Regions from separate parts of the Zea mays genome. Here region 2 is linked to region 1. Evidence: chromatin contacts called from public Hi-C data. All regions are on one chromosome and are shown on one strand. Each heading gives the region's core, a stretch centred on a gene start, on an enhancer-like site or on the middle of the called end of the contact. The rest is flanking DNA. Distances are from core to core; before and after follow the strand shown.

Evidence for each region. A called contact is a pair of places that touch in the nucleus more often than the background predicts.
Region 2: a contact with region 1 is called in a Hi-C map of tassel, with 2.9 times the contacts expected there. The contact joins two enhancer-like sites. A contact is called at or near these places in 2 of 25 Hi-C or Micro-C datasets (endosperm and tassel).

The regions. Positions count from the first base shown.
Region 1 is chr7:48,030,471-48,033,312 of Zm-B73-REFERENCE-NAM-5.0, forward strand. No RefSeq gene overlaps it. Among protein-coding and RNA genes, the nearest start is that of LOC103632337, 9.5 kb to the left of the region's middle. Within about 2 kb of position 1,416, at least 18 of the 20 cell types and tissues checked have an H3K27ac peak or open chromatin away from gene starts, as enhancers often do. A contact at or near this core is called in tassel, where this site is marked.
Region 2 is chr7:48,161,369-48,164,210 of Zm-B73-REFERENCE-NAM-5.0, forward strand. No RefSeq gene overlaps it. Among protein-coding and RNA genes, the nearest start is that of LOC103632337, 140 kb to the left of the region's middle. Within about 2 kb of position 1,378, at least 17 of the 20 cell types and tissues checked have an H3K27ac peak or open chromatin away from gene starts, as enhancers often do. A contact at or near this core is called in tassel, where this site is marked.

The DNA.
Region 1 (2,842 bases), core at 166-2,665:
TTATGGAGAAGATGAAGCTACTTGGGAGAGAGAAGAAGAGCTTCAGATAGAGTTTCCCCATCTTTTCCCTAGTTCTTCCTAATCTCTTGTTCAAGATTATTTTTAAGGGGGGGGGGTAGGATTTGTAATACCCAATTTGTAAAGGATAAGAAGAGAGTTGACCTCCTTATATGTTTTGCCCTCTACTTATTGGAACATGTGAATAACCATATTTAAAAGTGAATAATTAACAAACGACACATAAATACCTATGCATCATGTTGGAGTTTATTTGATTGTGCATTTATAAATAATAATAATGATAATATCAATAAAAATATATTATTGTTCAAATTGGGATTTAAGACCAAACTTACCGCTTAGAAATTGAAGATTATATAACGAATAAGAGAAATACTATATAAATATAAAGAAAAACATATATATAAATATATCTTTTGAAACTCGTATTTAGTTTGATTAGTGCATTTAATCAAAGTATGAAATTCACAACCAAATTGAATTCAATAAATTGAAATTTATAAATAAAAAGAAAAAGAAAACAGAAAAACAAAAGGAAAAGAAAAAGAAAGAATAAAGCAGCGCCTGGGCCGGTCTCCCCCCTCGGCCGGCCCATCTACTAATTCCTGCCGCTGACGCCATGGACTTGGAGGTCAGCCGCTGGCCTCGCGCGCCGCTACACCGTAGTTCGCTCACGTGTGGGACCATTCCGTCAGCCACCGATGCTGCATTCCCCGGCTCGCTGTCTCTGAATCGCGGGCCCGCGGTGCCAGTCCATCCTCTTCCCACGCGCGTCCGACTCCGTGGAGCTCGGAGCACCAGCGCGAGATGCGGGAGCCGTTGCTGGCACTCGGAACCGACCTTGGGAGGCTATAAAGAAATGGGCCAAGGACCAGCGCCCTTCTTCCCCTCCTAACCTAGCCGTCGTTAGCACCAAGGGTGAGGAGAGGAAGTGTGTCGGCCGCCGCTGCTGTGGTATTCGACTGGGCACCGTCTCGGGATCGAATTCGTGCCGTGGAGGTGTGCGCCGCCTCGTGGAAGTGGTTCCGGTCAACAATCGGGCGCGCACGACAGTGAACTGAAGGCAATTTCACGCCGGAGTCAGCGTGCCGCCACGAATCCACGTATTACCGTGGGCAGCGCTTCGTCGCGAGTAATTTTAGGTGAGTACCTCTCCGATAGCTTCGAATTTATCCTCGCATCGTGTAGAGACATGAAGAGGAACCTTTTGGGCTCGGAATGGTGGTCCGGCCAAGTCTGGCGATGCCGTTGCCGTGGTTGCTCCGGTCACTGCCGGCCTCCGCCGATTAGAATACGGGAGATGTGCGCCGATCGTCGATCTAGGGAGGTGCGGTCAAGATCAGATCTCAGCGTACCAGTTCGCTAGGTGGGAATCTGGAGCGTTGATGCGGTAACAGACGGTTTAGGTTAGATCGGGGCAGGAGCACCCCTCATCCGTCGGTTTCGGATCTGACGATCATGGCGGGTTACACGTTACCTATATCGCGATGATCTAATCTGGTGCGTCGGGTATGGATCGGACTGTCCGATATTCCCGATACCCTTCAACCGATCAGGTTTTCAAAAGAGCCCTTATGAATTTTGGTAAACAACCAGCCATCCATTGCGTATATAAAGTAATTACATGCGTGCTCTACAAATTTGTAAATAGACCCCTAGACTCCATGAAATAATTACAAGAACTTGTTTAATTCATAGAAAATTTATTTTAATTCCCTTTTAACCCATTCCAGTTGCCATAAATTTGTTTTAATATTTTTATCACTTGGTAACTCTGTTTTAGCATGAAACATAGATTAAAATTAATCACTTGGTTATTTTAGTACCAAACACATAAAACCTTCGAAAAATCATAACTTATTATATGTAACTCCGAATTTAGTGATTCTCGAACCTACGATCTCGTTGCGAAACATAGATTATTATTATGTATTTTGTACTCATGTTTAGTGTGATGTTAATTTCTCCTATATCATGTCTGTTTGTATTGCTTCGAGTAGACGAACCAGTGACCGAGGATCCAGGTGTTCAGCAGGTAGAAGTTGCTGAGCAGAAGCTCATTGAAGGCAAGTTGTGCCATTGATCACTTTTATTTACCCAATAATGTTCTCTATAATCATTTTGGCATGCATAGGCTTAATTTTAGTGGGATCCAATAGGCCACCCTAGTTTGGTCACCTTTACACCTTGTTTACCCCTGAACTTTTGGGTACTCTTTGCTATTGCTATATATGGTTTTGGGTGTTGAGATAACTATTACACATGGTCATTCTATATTATTATTGTTCTATTTTGTTCATGATAAGACTATTATGTTAATTGGAAAATGGAGGTTAACTTGAGAAACACGTGCCACCCCAAGGGTGGAATGGGACACCCTTGGCTGAGTAATTAGGAAAGCTAGTGGAGGTCTATCTTACCCGAAAGAGGCAAGGGCAGTAAGTGCCAGAGCGTGGAAGGATCGCCCCTTGGCCGGGATAGGGACACATCCTGATGTGAGAGACCGACCCTAGGTAGTATTAGCATACATAGAACCAGAGAATCGAGTTGTCTTGTCATAGGATACCGGAGAGCAGGAAACAGAACGGACCTTGTAAGAAACCTCCCATCACCACACCAAGGAGAAGGAAGCTAAGAAAAAGGAACCCTTCTTGGATTGTCTTGTCTATGAAACCTATCCTTACCAGCTAGGAATCTGTCTTTTCACCGGAAACCTTGCTTGTCTTAGTCATGAGTGTGTGTAGCCATCCCATGTATTTGCTTCTCCCGATGTAGAATCGCGATCTGGATAGGCTCTATTCTCACCTGCACCAGAAAGAAT
Region 2 (2,842 bases), core at 128-2,627, 130 kb after region 1:
GTGTTACCTATTTTCTAAGGGATCATGACTTCCCAAAAATCTCTATCGAGGAGACGAGGCATGGTAGCACTATGAGGCCTTTACAAAGTTCCACTAGCTTCAGAAAACCCGCTACGGTTTTTGAGAAGGGAAATATAGGAATCCCTCATCTGAAAAGCCATCGCAACATGATCGACCCGAGAACCTCCCTATACCATAGCTCCTCTACCACCCTTGCCCCTTTCGGGTAAAGTATTCCTCCACTAGCTTTTCTAATTAGTCAGCCAGGGTGTCCATACCATCCTTCTCGTAGCACTGTTTTCCCAGGTGGTCGCTCCATGTTCCAATTAACATAATGATCTTATCATGAACAATAATTAAAACAACAGCAAAATTGGAACAAGATCATAATATAACATTAATTTCCCGAAAACAGGTAGAGCAATAGTAAATCTACCCGATAGTTCTTTTGTTTGCAAGGTGTGGGGTAAACAATACTAGGGAAACCTATTAGGTCCCATCGAATTATCCTGAGCATGTCACAGTGATTAACATAGACCATTATTAGGTAAAGAAGAGTGATCAAGGGCACAACTTGCCTGTGACTTGAGATTCCGTGGTACGTCTCCAAACTAGGTCTTCAAGTGACTTGTAACCTCGCTGCTACTCATAGCAATACAAACAAACATGGTATAGGCAAAAATTAACATCACACCAATCATGAGAACATATCAAAGAATAATGATCTATGCATCGTAACGAGATCGTGGGTTCGAGAACCACTAAATTCGGAGTTACGGTTAAAGAGTTATGATTTTCCGAAGTTTAAATGTCGTATGTAGAATAGATTGAGTGCATAGTTTTTAACCTATGTTTCATGACAAAATAATGTTGCTAGATGATAAATAATATTAATATGAGTTTAATGCAACTAGAATGGATAAAAAGGAGTTCAAATGAATTAAGTAGGAATTAAACAAGATTATGGAATTATTTCTATATTAAAAATCATTTTAGAATTAATTTTATCATTATACAGAAATTCCTGGACCGCGACCACTATTCTTTTGAAGTCCAGGGGCGGTTCTATAAATCTGTGGACCCATCTACGATGATTCTTGAGTCTAGGCAGACGGCGGGCTGATTTTAAAATAAAGAAGGGTCACTTTTAGAAAAAAAACACACAACGAAGGGGTATCGCAGAGCCATGGCCGATCGATAAAAAATCGATGGACAAGATAAAACTATCCCACCCATGAACCGGTATCCACTGGTGACCACAAGATCCAAAATCAGCGGCCACGATCCAAAATCTCCAAGATCTAATCCTACGCCTTCACCAGACATCCTACGGTTTGGATCTAACGTGGCTAGAAGGATGTGATGATATGATCTCGATCCCCGGTGTCCCGATCAACGGCTCATATTTGGTTACCCCTAGATCTAATCCAGTGCGCACAACATGGATCTGACGACCAGAGGGGCTTCTTCCCCAACCTAGTCGAGGCGAAGCAGCGGTCCGCATCAGCACGGTGGCGCAGCGCTGACTCGTGGCGGTGCCATGGCCGGAAAAGCCCTGACTTCCATCCTGGTTGCCAAATTCGACGCCACAAGGCGCCCATGATGCTACGGTCGTGGCGAATAGGGTGTGGGGCTCATCACCAGAGGTAGTTGCGTAGAGAGTTTTGTCTGCGGCAAACCGTGTCTCCACGGCTGAGCAACGACCATGGTGAGCAATCCCGAGGTTACTGGTGATCTTCTACCCAAGTAGTACAGTGCTACACTTAAATGGTCCAATGGCGAATAAGATGGTAAGGGTATTACCCAGGTCGATGTGGCTGTGATATGATGTCAGGGCACTGAACTAAGCGGCTCGCAGCGGCGCCACATCATCGATGAGGAATTCCCAGATGATGAGATCGATTTCTTGCTCACGGTACTTCTTGGGGGGCTTCCTCATGCTGTGGTGAATGCCCATGACCTCCCAGCAGGCGCCGATAGGCATCAAGGGTGAGGAGCGCTGATGGCAGTCGCGAGATCCCCCGTTCCTCCCCCATCTACCCACGACTGTGGTTTGACCCATTTGGGAACAAGGAGGGGGTCGCGGATGGTTTATATAGAGCCTAAGGTGGAGCATGAGGTGGTGATTCTCGGCGGAGTTTTTGCAACCAACTTGAGCTGGCTTTTGTTTGAACCCAGGAAGACGATGTCCGACACGCTGGGCCCACGTGGCAGGGTCAAGGGAATGAGGCGCGGCGCGGTTGAGAGGCTAGAGCGCGCGCGACCGATTAGGCTGATGACCAGGTCCCAGGCGTCAGCAGTGGAAGACGTTTGGGCAAGGAAAGCCGGAGCTAACGAGGTGGGGCCCACGCGCCATACACGCTAGAAAAAGAAAAAGGTGGGGAAAAGTAATTGGCCGACGGGGCATATTTGGCCCATCCGGCCAGGGTGGACGCCGAGACGGAGTTGGGCCGAGGAGAGGTTTCAAGCCCGAAATGAGGTATGTCCTCCCTTTCCATTTTGTTTATATTTCTTTTAGTTCCTAAATTCTAACTTCAAGTTTTGATTTAATCTGCTTTTAAAATTTCAAACTCAATTTAAATGTGCAAACAAATTACCCAGCATGATGCAACAAAATTCATATATTTTGCATTATTTACTAATTTATTTTAGTGGAATGCGTAATTTATTGAACTCGCACACTAGTAGGAAGTTATATTTGAATGTAAAAATAAAAGTTCATTCACACTTAAATATTTATTACACATTAAGTTTTAGGAGAAGTTAACATATAATCTTCATTATTGTTTTTAACTAATTTTAAAAAGTGCTCTAACTATATGGTTTATAAAGGGAATAATAA